Regions from separate parts of the Mus musculus genome. Here region 2 is linked to region 1. The links are chromatin contacts, called in public HiChIP or PLAC-seq maps. All regions are on one chromosome and are shown on one strand. Each heading gives the region's core, a stretch centred on a gene start, on an enhancer-like site or on the middle of the called end of the contact. The rest is flanking DNA. Distances are from core to core; before and after follow the strand shown. Region 1 holds the start of Ubn2 (ubinuclein 2). Region 2 holds the start of Klrg2 (killer cell lectin-like receptor subfamily G, member 2).

Evidence for each region. HiChIP or PLAC-seq counts read pairs in DNA pulled down with a chosen protein or histone mark.
Region 2: an H3K4me3 HiChIP or PLAC-seq map of stem cell-derived neural progenitor cells shows a contact between it and region 1, with 58 read pairs. The contact joins the promoter of Klrg2 here to the promoter of Ubn2 in region 1. A contact is called at or near these places in 13 of 39 promoter capture datasets (the 3T3-L1 cell line, 3T3-L1-derived adipocytes, the C10 cell line and 9 more), 3 of 484 Hi-C or Micro-C datasets (embryonic stem cells and stem cell-derived neural progenitor cells), 1 of 115 datasets of contacts at active chromatin or transcription factors (stem cell-derived neural progenitor cells) and 1 of 9 other capture datasets (liver).

What each region holds. Positions count from the first base shown.
Region 1 is chr6:38,431,363-38,436,712 of GRCm38.p6, forward strand. Ubn2 (ubinuclein 2) reads left to right here and starts at 2,563. Exons shown (of 17, transcript NM_177185.4): 1 at 2,563-3,236. The coding sequence starts at 2,811.
Region 2 is chr6:38,634,490-38,639,839 of GRCm38.p6, forward strand. It overlaps Klrg2 (killer cell lectin-like receptor subfamily G, member 2), which reads right to left and starts at 2,750. Exons shown (of 5, transcript NM_001033171.2): 1 at 1,887-2,750. The coding sequence starts at 2,577.

The DNA of each region.
Region 1 (5,350 bases), core at 1,313-3,812:
TACAGAGCTAGTTCCAGGTCATCCAAGGGTACATAGTAAGAGCCAAATAAAATAAAAACTTTATTCAGCACTGATACAATAAATATGGTAATATGCTTTTAGACAAGCTAAACAAAAACTTTGGTAATGTCACAATCTGAACTGTTGCTACAGAGCATTTATAATGAAAAAGTATAGAACACTTTTATGCTAGATATGTGTAGCAAACCAGTCTTATATAATTATTACTGTGTAGGAAAATATGTTAAAAACTAGAAATTAGCATTTAAAAAATTCTAGGCCAACCAGATCATTCATTAGGTAAAGGTACTTGCTATGTAAGGTTGGCCACTTGGAAGGAGAGAACAGACTCCACAAGGCTGTCCTTTGACTGCCATCATTTTCACTCTATGCTACATTGTATTAGTATGGTAGATTAAATTTCATGGGTGTGTGTGTGTATACACTGGATTACAGGAAAGAAACTACTTTTTTCTTGGTTTGTTCTAGACAGTGTCTCACTACATTGCTCTGGCTGTCCTGGAACTCACCCTGTAGACCAGGGTGGACTCGATTTCAGAGATCCACCTGCCTCTGCCTCTTAGGTGCTTATTTGAGTAGCTTACACCACGGTTAGAACCTACTTCTCTCTGTGGATTGATGTTCAAAGTATTTTCAAGGCACCCAGAATTAGATAATTGTATGAGAGGTTACCTACAGAAGAGCTTGACTCAAGGACAGACTGACTGCAATTTCTGGGATAAATGGCAGAAACTGAACACAGGTATAGCCCTCAGTCAATTGGAGATGGGATAGAGATACATCAGAAAGTGTTCCAGAAGCCGGGCATGGTGGCGCATGCCTTTAATCCCAGCACTCGGGAGGCAGAGGCAGGCAGATTTCTACAAAGTGAGTTCCAGGACAGCCAGGGCTATATAGAAAAACCCTGTCTCGAAAAACTAAAGAAAAAAAAAAAAAAGAAAAAAAGAAAGTGTTCCAAAAACTTTAATTGCCCATTTTAAGATGGCAGAAACAGAGTCTGTGGGCAGAAAGGTCACTTCAATCCAAAAATAGGAGACCCAAACAGAACCAGGAGCAGTGGAAGGAATGTTGGAGGTAAAATATAGTGTCAAGAAAATATTGCAGCATTGTAAGGAAGAAATTCATCATCTTCCTCTTTTTTTTTTCTTGTTGCTGCTGCCAGTTTTTTTTTTTTTTTTTTTTCCAGACAGGGTCTCACTATGTAGGTCTGGCTGTCTTAGAAGTCACTAAATAGACCAGGCTGGCCTTGAACTCATAGAGATCCGCCTGGCTCCAGAGTGCACCCACTTCCATTAAGAAGTGTTAGCTGGCCGGGCGTGGTGGCGCATGCCTTTAATCCCAGCACTCGGTAGGCAGAGGCCAGCCTGGTCTACAGAGTGAGTTCCAGGACAGCCAGGGCTACACAGAGTAACCCTGTCTCAAAAAACCAAAAAAAAAAAAAAAAAAAAAAAAAAAGAAGTGTTAGCTGACCTGCAGTTGTCTATGTGGACCATGTTGAAATGTAACAGCCTGTATCTTCCTGACACTAAAGGGATACATCTCTACACCTGGCTTAGAGCTAGCACAATCTTTTGGGTTGAACATTCCATCACCATTTGGTACACCTTTGGAAAGGAATAGAAGAGCAAATATTAAAAACGTCTGTGACGACTCTTTGACTCAGCTCTTCAACATCTAATATAGTTGATGCAATTAACAAGCTTGGGTTTCCTTGAGGATGCGGCAAGGGAGTCTTTCAATTCCCTTTCTATTGAATAGATGAAAAGGGCTAGTAATTCTCGTCCGTTAAAATCTGAATTCCAGTTCGTTTCCCACGATGCTCCAACGAAGCCTAAGCAACGCTCCTTCCCACTCAAAGATGAGCCGTGAATTTTCTTCCCCCGGGAGCATGTCCCCTAAAATAACACCAAAGGCTGCCAAGACGTTCAAGTCTTCAAGAACTGTTCCTTTGCCAGTTCAATTTCCCAACTGAGGCGCGTCACTGAACGTCTCACCGCCATGCGCAAAGCGGCTAGGAAGAGGTGTGGGAGGCAGCGGTGTGGGAGGCAGCGTAGCGCTTTCGGGAGGGGTCTGAGGAGAGTTTAGTTTTCGCCTTTCTACCCTGGACACCTCAGGTGACGGGACAACAGACCGGCGGGCCCGGCGCCGGGCCGCGAGCCCCTCACCCCTGCCCTGGGTCCGCCTGGAATCCTCAGCTGACAACCCTGTTCCCCAGCGCCGAGAGCCAGAGGCCAACGTCGGGCGGGACCCGGCGCCATGACTGTGTCGGTCCCAGGCACATCGCGACGCTCACCCTAAGGGATCGGCGAGCGTGCCTCGGTTTCCGGGCGAGAGGAGGAAATCACTCAGGGAACCCCAAACCCCTCCTTTGAAAGCAAAGCAGAGAGCGTCCCCGTTGCCACGGAGACAGGCCTGTCTGTGACGTCACTTCCGCCGAGCTGTCTGGCCTCCAGACTGTTGAGAGGAAAAGGGGAAAACTGAGCAACAGCCACGACTGTGGACGCGAGCGTCTCGAGTGTGCGCATGCGCCCGCTCAGCGGCCTGCTTCTATTTATGTGGGGGATCCAACATGGCGGCTGCGGCGACCCTGGCGATGGCGGTGGAGCCCATCAGAACGTAGTAGCGGGGACGGGGACCCGGTCCGCACTCACGGTGGCGTCCGCGGGGACAGCTGAGGGTGCTGGAGGGAAGAAAAGTGACGGAGAGCAGAAGGAGAGGCGGGCAGGCGCGCCGTGCGGCGTCGAGGCGAGAGCCGGCTCGAGCGAGCGCCGAGGGCCAGAACAGTGGGGATGGCGGAGCCGCGCAGAGTCGCGTTCATTAGCCTGTCACCGGTGAGGCGACGCGAGGCCGACTTCGCGGGCGCCGAGCGCGAGCCCCCCCGACTGGAGCCGCAGCCGTACCGCGAGCCGGCCCGGGCGGAGCCGGCCCCCCGCGCTGACGCGCAGCCCCCGGCGCGCGACAAGCCGCTCCCCCAGCGCGAGGTCAGCCGCGCCGAGCCGCCCATGGCGCTGCAGCGCGAGCCCCCGCGGCCCGAGCCGCCGCCGCCGCCGCTGCCCCTGCAGACTCCCCCTCCGCGGGAGTCGGCTTCCCGGGCGGAGCCGCCGCCGCGACCGCCGAAGGAGACGGTTCGCCTGGAGCTGGTGCTCAAGGACCCCACGGACGAAAGCTGCGTGGAGTTCAGCTACCCGGAGCTGCTGCTGTGCGGAGAACAACGGGTACAGAGGGTCCCTCCCTCCCGGCCGCCCCACAGCCCGGGCGCCTCCGGACCCGCCGCCTGCCCGGGCTGCTCTGCACTTCGCTCGCCCCGGGGGTGGGGTGGCGGGGGCCGGGCAGCTAGACGGGGCGGGAGCTGCGCGGCTCGGCCCTCCTGGGTGGCCGATGCTGCCCCCACCACACCGCGCCGAGCCGGTTTTCCTGTGCACCTTTCGAAACCTCAGCTTTTTCCTCCTTTTCCTTTCTGTTCCCCACACCAAATCCCGAGGCCCTGTGAGCCGTGCGGCTAGCTTCTTGTGGCACTTCCATCTGTCGTTCCGGTAGAAGGGAAGCGAAAAAAAAACCTTGGGGGACACGCCCCCCGGTCTGAAGCGGAGAGATTGTGTGACCCCTTCTCGGCTCATCCTCATCCTTCCTCAACCCAGCTGTACCGTGCGCCAGGGCTGCTGAGATGGGCTCGTGGCCGGGTGGTTTATTTTCCTTGATTGAAGGGGATTTAAGAGAAATTAAACATTTTCAGAAACTAATGATTCCACGTTAGGAATGAAAAAGTGGATTCGTAATGTGGTTGCACTTGTGTTGGTAAATATTGTTAGCTTTGTGTGTGTGTGTGTGTGTGTGTGTGTGTGTTGAGTTTGTGCACATTGTCTTTGAATGGAAAGGTCTCTTGTCTTACCCGGTGGCTGCCCAGTCATATTATTTGAGTGGCTCTCATTAGTTCGAATTGGGAGCATTTTGTCCGTTGTGGATTTCTGGAGAATGACGGAAAAAAAAAAAAAAAAAAAAAACATTCGCTTTGGATCAAAAAAAAAAAAACTTAGGAAAATACATCGGTATGCTTTTGAGGGAACCGGTGAACAATGGGATTAGGACAGCGGTTTGTCGGTGATTGTAATTTTTATTGTTGTGGGCTGGTGATCTTTAGGAAGGGGAGATGGGAGAGAGAGAGACAGAGGCAGGAGACAGACATTGCTCTCTTGTTTAGCGACTATGCTCTTTATTAGGCTGGGCTTTCTAATGAACTGCAGAATTCATTATTTCCTTTCAACTATCTTTGTTTTGCAGTGGATTACTCTATAGTCAAAAGTCTCACATTGAATAATATCATTAGTCTGTGTTCATTTTGCGCCAGTTAATCCTTTGATGGCTAGTTACAAGTATGGTGTGGCCATCATTACTAAATGTTTTCAGAGAAATCGAATTGTTAGGGGTAGAGACCATTTTGGTCACTTCCACTAGTACTTTGTCCTGTAAACTCAATTCATTCATAACCCTTTCTGGTTTTATAATATAAATGCTTCTTTTTTGTCTATTAAATTGGAACATTTTCCAAAAAAAAAATTCTTGCTTTTCTAATATTAAGTGTACAATTTTTACAATTTGTGTAAGTTGCAGATGCAAAACATTTTGTAGATGGGCATGCTAGTCTGTGACCTCGGCACTCTGGAGGCTGGGGTGGAAGGATGGAGAGAGTTCAGGGCCACATAGTGAGAACCTGCCTCAAAAAAACAAAAAAAAAAAAAAAAAACCAAACCAAAACAAAACAAAAAATCAGGTGACAAAATGGCTCAGCAGGTAAAGGCACTTGCTGCCAAGCCTAAAGACCTAAGTTCCATAACTAGTATCCACATGGTGGAAGGAGAGAACCATCTTCTACAAGTTGTACACACACACACACACACACACAAAGTATAGTAAAACAGCAAGACAAAAGCCATTTTTAAGTAAAAATACATAATTCTAGTTAGTGTTTTGTCATTGTGCAAATATATAGGAAGTACCTACACTAACCCAGATGTTTTGTTTTGAAACAGGATTTGTGTAGCACCAGCTCTCCTAAAATTCACTTTGTAGACCAGGTCTCCAACTCAGATCCCTCTGCCTCCTGAGCACTGGGATCAAAGGTGTGCGCCCTCCTGCCAGGCTAACCTAGGTGTTTTAATCTGTTTTTAGCTATATCATACTTATATTTAACCTGCTATATAGGCTCTGTGGAATTTACCATTGTGTATGTGATCTTTCCTTTACCTTTAAAGCAATGTTTGGTATATGGCTATATTTTTATATTCTATGGGACATATGAATTGGGTTTAATTTTTATGTTTGCTTCATAGAT
Region 2 (5,350 bases), core at 1,500-3,999, 200 kb after region 1:
ACCATCCAGATACCCATCAGAATGGTGGGAGAGATCTCCATCCTTCAGCTAGCTTAGTTGTACCCGGCCCGTGGTCCTGCCCACTGCTCTGCCTCCTGATCCTGCCCTCTGCCAGTGTTCCTGTCTCTTCTCAGCCTGGCGTTTGCCTCAGCCCTCCTCCGCAACACTGTAGGAGCTTAATTTCTAGAACAAACCCAACAATCCGACTCTTTAAAGGATCTGATGAAGGAGCTAGAGAAACGGCTCAGTGGTTAAGAGCACTGGTTGTTCGCAGCACCCACAATCTGGCTTCCAACTAACTGCCTTTACTTCCCGTTCTAGATCTAACACCTTCTTCTGGCCTCCAGGAATGGAAGTGGTATACAGACATACAAGCAGACACTCATACACATAAAATAAAAAATTTAAAAATATAAAACATAGATTAAAAAGCTATAGGCTGGTATAACATCTCCCTAAAGAGGAGCATGACATTATCCCTAGAACAGTGACAAAACTAGGGCCATTTGTCAAAGAGGAATTAAAGTTCAGATGGAGGTGAGGGTACTGCTCAGCTGGCCCTGAAATCGAGGCTGTCCTGGTCTCAGTGTAATCACGAGGGTCCTTACCTGAGAGGAGGGAGGCAAAGTGCCAGAGCAGACAGATCCCACCTAATACTACTTGGGATCAACAGTGAAGGATCTCTCACTGAGGTGAAGTAAGGGAATTGCCCCGGAGCCTCAGTGAGAGAAGCACTGCCCTGCTGATAGCATCTCCTTAGACTAGGGAGCCTGTGTCAGACCTCTGATGCAAGATACCAAGTTTGCATCAACTAGAGGCACCGAGCGAGCGTGTGGGAAACTTGCAATAGCAATGGCGAACCCATTCCACATTGCAGAAATCTGCTCACAGAGTTCTAAAAGTTTTTCGTGATCTCTGAGCTCCCCCCCCCCCCCCCAAGGACTCCTGGGTGCTCCCTACCGCTTAACTTTTCCACTGCCCCACGTTTGGGCAGTTTGCTTACTGGGCAAGGTTCTAGTCCCTTCAGGCTTCTCTGTTCTCTCAAGGCTAATATGAACCTCCGCCACCCACGACCTAGGGTGGCCCAGTAAACCAACCACAACAGAGCAATTCCTTACTCTAACTAACAACCTTTAGGGGGCTGTACTGGTTACTGTTTTGTCAACTTGGCACAAGCTAAGATTTTCTGGAAAGCGGAACCTCCCTTGAGAAAATGCACCCACCAGATTGGCAAGTACAGATTGTAGGCAAATCTGTAGGGCATTTTCTTAATTACTACGGGCGGGTGCAGGTGGGGTGGGTGGTACAAGAAAGAAAGCCGAGCAGAAAGCCAGTAAACAGCTTTCCTCCGTGGTTTTGCTACTGTTCCCCTGTTCCCGCCTCCAGGTTCCTGCTTTGGCTTCCCATGATGATAAACTATAACCTGTAAGGCAAATACAACCTTTCCTCCCCAAGTTGTTTTTGGTCAGCATTTTATCACAGTAAGAAAAAGTAAACCAACACAGGGGCTTTCTGCACTGCTAGACTTGCCTCTCCTTCACACGCAAAGCAAAACACATGCCATCTGGCGCGGGGCCAGCTCAGCGTGTGTGCTGATGGGTGACCCTCCTGAAGGCGGAAAGGAGCCCAGCCCTTGGAAGTGTACCCAGGCCACCACTGCCACGTGATTCTGAATCATCTCCCCTCACCTTACCCAGAGTTCTACTTCTCCAAGATGCTGCGCACACTAAGAAGGAAGGAAAGTTTCCGGGAGGAGGGCTAGGGGCAGGATCCTGGGTTGATTCTTATTAATTCTGAGACAGAAGCAGGATGGATTTGGGGGCAGCCAGATTGGCTTCTGGTTAGTCTAGTTCAGGGACCGGGCACGAGCACTTTTGAGCACTCACCTATGAGCGTGATGGCCCGCGGCAGTTTCTTGCCATCTATGCCTGCGCGCTGCAGCAGCGCGTCATCTTCTTTGGTCAGTCCGGGCTCGCGGCAGCGGCAGCGGCAGGCGGGCGAGCCCGGGGGGACCATGCAACCCTCAGCGGGGCTGACAGACTCGGTGGCGTTCGCGGCAAGCGGCGATCCTCGGCTCCACGTGGAGCCTGGTGACGGGGCGCGGGGCAGCCACTGGAGCGTGGGAGCGGAGCGGCGGGCGAAGGCTGGCGATTCGGGCACTGGCACGGTGAGAAAGCGCGTGGACGGCGCAGGCGAGGGCGCGCGACTAGCCCCAGCCGCGCCCACGGGCTTCACGCGCACGTCCACCTGCAGCTCCACGGGCGCCCAGGACGCGGGTGCGGGCTCTCCTGACGCCGTCCAGGGCTCCAGCTCCGCCTCTCCATCCCGGGGCTGCTCGGCCCACGAGGGGCTCGGAGACGGCAGCTCGCGGCTGCACGAGCCCAGGCGGCGGAAGGCGCCGTAGCCCAGACTGAGCGGCGGTACGCGAGGGGAACCGGACAGGGCTGGAGACGGAGACTTCTCCGGGAGCTCCTGGGGCTGCGCGTCCGGCTCCTCCCACCCGGTCCGCTCCGGCCTCGGGCTGTCTTCGGAGGCCCTGGGTTGGGGCGCCTCCGCCGGGACCTGCGGCGGCTCCATTCCCGAGCTTTCCGAGGGCTCCTCTGGGGACCCGGTCTCACCCTGGCCTCCTCTAGACGCTTCCCGGGTCCGCTCCGTCCTCCGCGCCGACTCGAGACTCGCCGTGCGAGCGTCGCGTTCTAGGCTGGGTCCCCAGAAGTTTCGGGTCGTTCACGTTGTCAACTAACAGCTTCACTAGAGGACCCTGTGTGATTGGCTGTGGCTATGGATTGGCCACACCCTCGGAACTCCAGCCTGGCCTTTCCGTGGCACCGGTTGCTGGGAGGACCCGGTTGAGCGAGTCACAGAGTGGGCGGTGGCTCTTAAGGCAGCACTGGGAACCCAGAGACTGGCAGATTCCTTCCTCTCCTTCATCCCGAGCCCCACCCGTTACCCCTGCTGGCTCTGTGCTGCGGGTGGATTCAGTTGTAGACTGAGTGGGAAGGGATTGGCTAAATCTGCGTGGATAAGGACTTCAGACATATCAGAACAAGGAAAAGTGATGGCGACAGGGTCACCGGTTGTGGTTTGGAAGCGAGTGAAAGGTTGAAGTCCTGATTCCAACTCTGGGAGCTTGACTACTTGTAGACTTAACACGGAGAACGAGGAATGAGCCAGACGCTTTGGTCCATGCCTGTAATCCCATCACTCTGGCAGCAGAGACATCTCTGTGAGTTTGAGGCCAGCCTGGTCTACATAGCAAGTTCAGACCAGCCTGAGTTTATAGTGAAACAAACAAAAATAAAAACGAAATAAAAAAATCAAGGAGAGAATGCTCATTTCCCCATGAAGTGTCATGTGCTCTACCAGCTTAGTGAGGTAGCATGATGGTTCGAAGACAGCTTTGTGGAGAGCTTTGTGGATTTTTCTGTTTGTCTTGATTTTTGTTGTTGTTGTTGTATTTTATTTTGTTTTGCCGTTTTGGTTTCATTTTGTTTTTTGAGACAATCTCTCTAGGTAGTCCTGGTTGTCTTAGAACTCGCTATGTAGATCAGGCTGTCCTGGAACTCACGGAGTTAAAAGCATGCTGAGATTAAAGGCATGCACCACTACACTTGGCTTGAATACAATTTTTGTTATTATAGACTTACTTGTAGTGTTGACATGTATGTAGCATATGCCTGCTTTTTGAAGCTCAGCTATTTTGAACCTCGAGTTGCAGGCATTTGTGAACTGCTGGATGTCGGTGTTGAGATTTGAACTTGATTTCTGATGATAGGGCAGCAAGTTCTTATTGACAAACATCTCTCCAGTTCCTAAATAGCCTTTTAAAATACAGATTTGTTAAGGTCCCTTCCGAACTTCCTGAGTCTGAAGAGGCATGAGGCCACTACTGTTTTTAACCAGTACTCCAGGGTAGGGCTAGCAGATAAAAGAGGTAGTTTAAAGCAGAGGCAGTTGAGTTTGAGGTCAGCCTGGTCTACAGAGCAAGTTCCAGGACACCTGGGACTGCACAGAGAAACCCTGTCTTGAAAAACAACAGCTCGCCGGGCATGGTGGTGGACGCCTTTAATCCCAGCACTTGGGAGACAGAGGCAGGCGGATCTCTGAGTTTGAGGCCAGTCTGGTCTACAGAGTGAGTTCCAGGACAGCTAAGGCTACCTAGAGAAACCCTGTCTGGAAAACAAAATAAAACAAACAAAAACAAACAAACAAACAAACAAAAAAGAAAAACAACAGCAAAAAAGAACAACAACAAGGGGTAGTTCAATTCAGTCAAAGTCTGACTTCAGGTGAACAAGACATTCATTCTGGAGGTCACACTCAAGCCCTTGTGTTTGCACAACAGGCCCCTTACCAACTGAGCTGTCTTCTCCTAGTTCCATGAAAATGCATCTTAAAAGGCATGGGACTGTGATTATAGGTTGCCTGTAACCCCAGCACTTGGGACATCAGCAGCTCCAGACCATACATGATGATTTCCAAGCCAACCTGAGCTACAGGAGAGTCTCAAAAAACAAACAACAAAAACCCAGACTGAAAAAATGGTGGGGGGAATAGCTCAGTGATGGAGCTCACACCTGGCATAATCCCTAGCGCCCTTTGTCACCATCAACCTTCTCTTAACAGAACTGTCCCACCCTCAGTCCATGTCCCTAGTGCATTTTAAACCTCTGCTCTTTCTACCTTTCCTTTTTTTCGAGACAGGGTTTCTCTGTGTAGTCCTGGCTGTCCTGGAACTCACTCTGTAGACCAGGCTGGCCTAGAAATCAGAAATCTGCCTGCCCCTGTCTGCCTCCCAAGTGCTGAGATTAAAGGCGAGCACCACCACTGCCAGGCTAGAATTTTTCTTTTCTTTTTTCTTTCCTTTCCTTTCCTTTCCTTTCCTTTCCTTTCCTTTCCTTTCCTTTCCTTTCCTTTCCTTTCCTTTCCTTTCCTTTCTTTTCTTTTCTTTTCTTTTTTTTGAGACAGGGTTTCTCTGTGTAGCCCTGGCTGTCCTGGAATTCACTCTGTAGACCAGGCTGGCCTCGAACTCAGAAATCCGCCTGCCTCTGCCTCCCAAGTGCTGGGATTAAAGGCATGCGCCACCACGCCCGGCCCAACATCTTCCTTGTAGGGAGCAGGCACCCTTGTCACCAAGTCCAGCAGGTGCTCTTCTTTGTATGGTGGCCCCTGGAGCCTTTGACGGTTCGACATGGCCCTTTTCTCACTCTCTTCCTGTTTTGTTTTGTTGTTACTTGTTTTAGAGTTTCCCAGCAACCCAGGTTCTCCCAAACCTGGAGATGAAGCGGATGGAGATGGCTTTAAACTCCTGATTCTCCTGCCTCCACCTCTGAGCACTGGGACTGCAGGC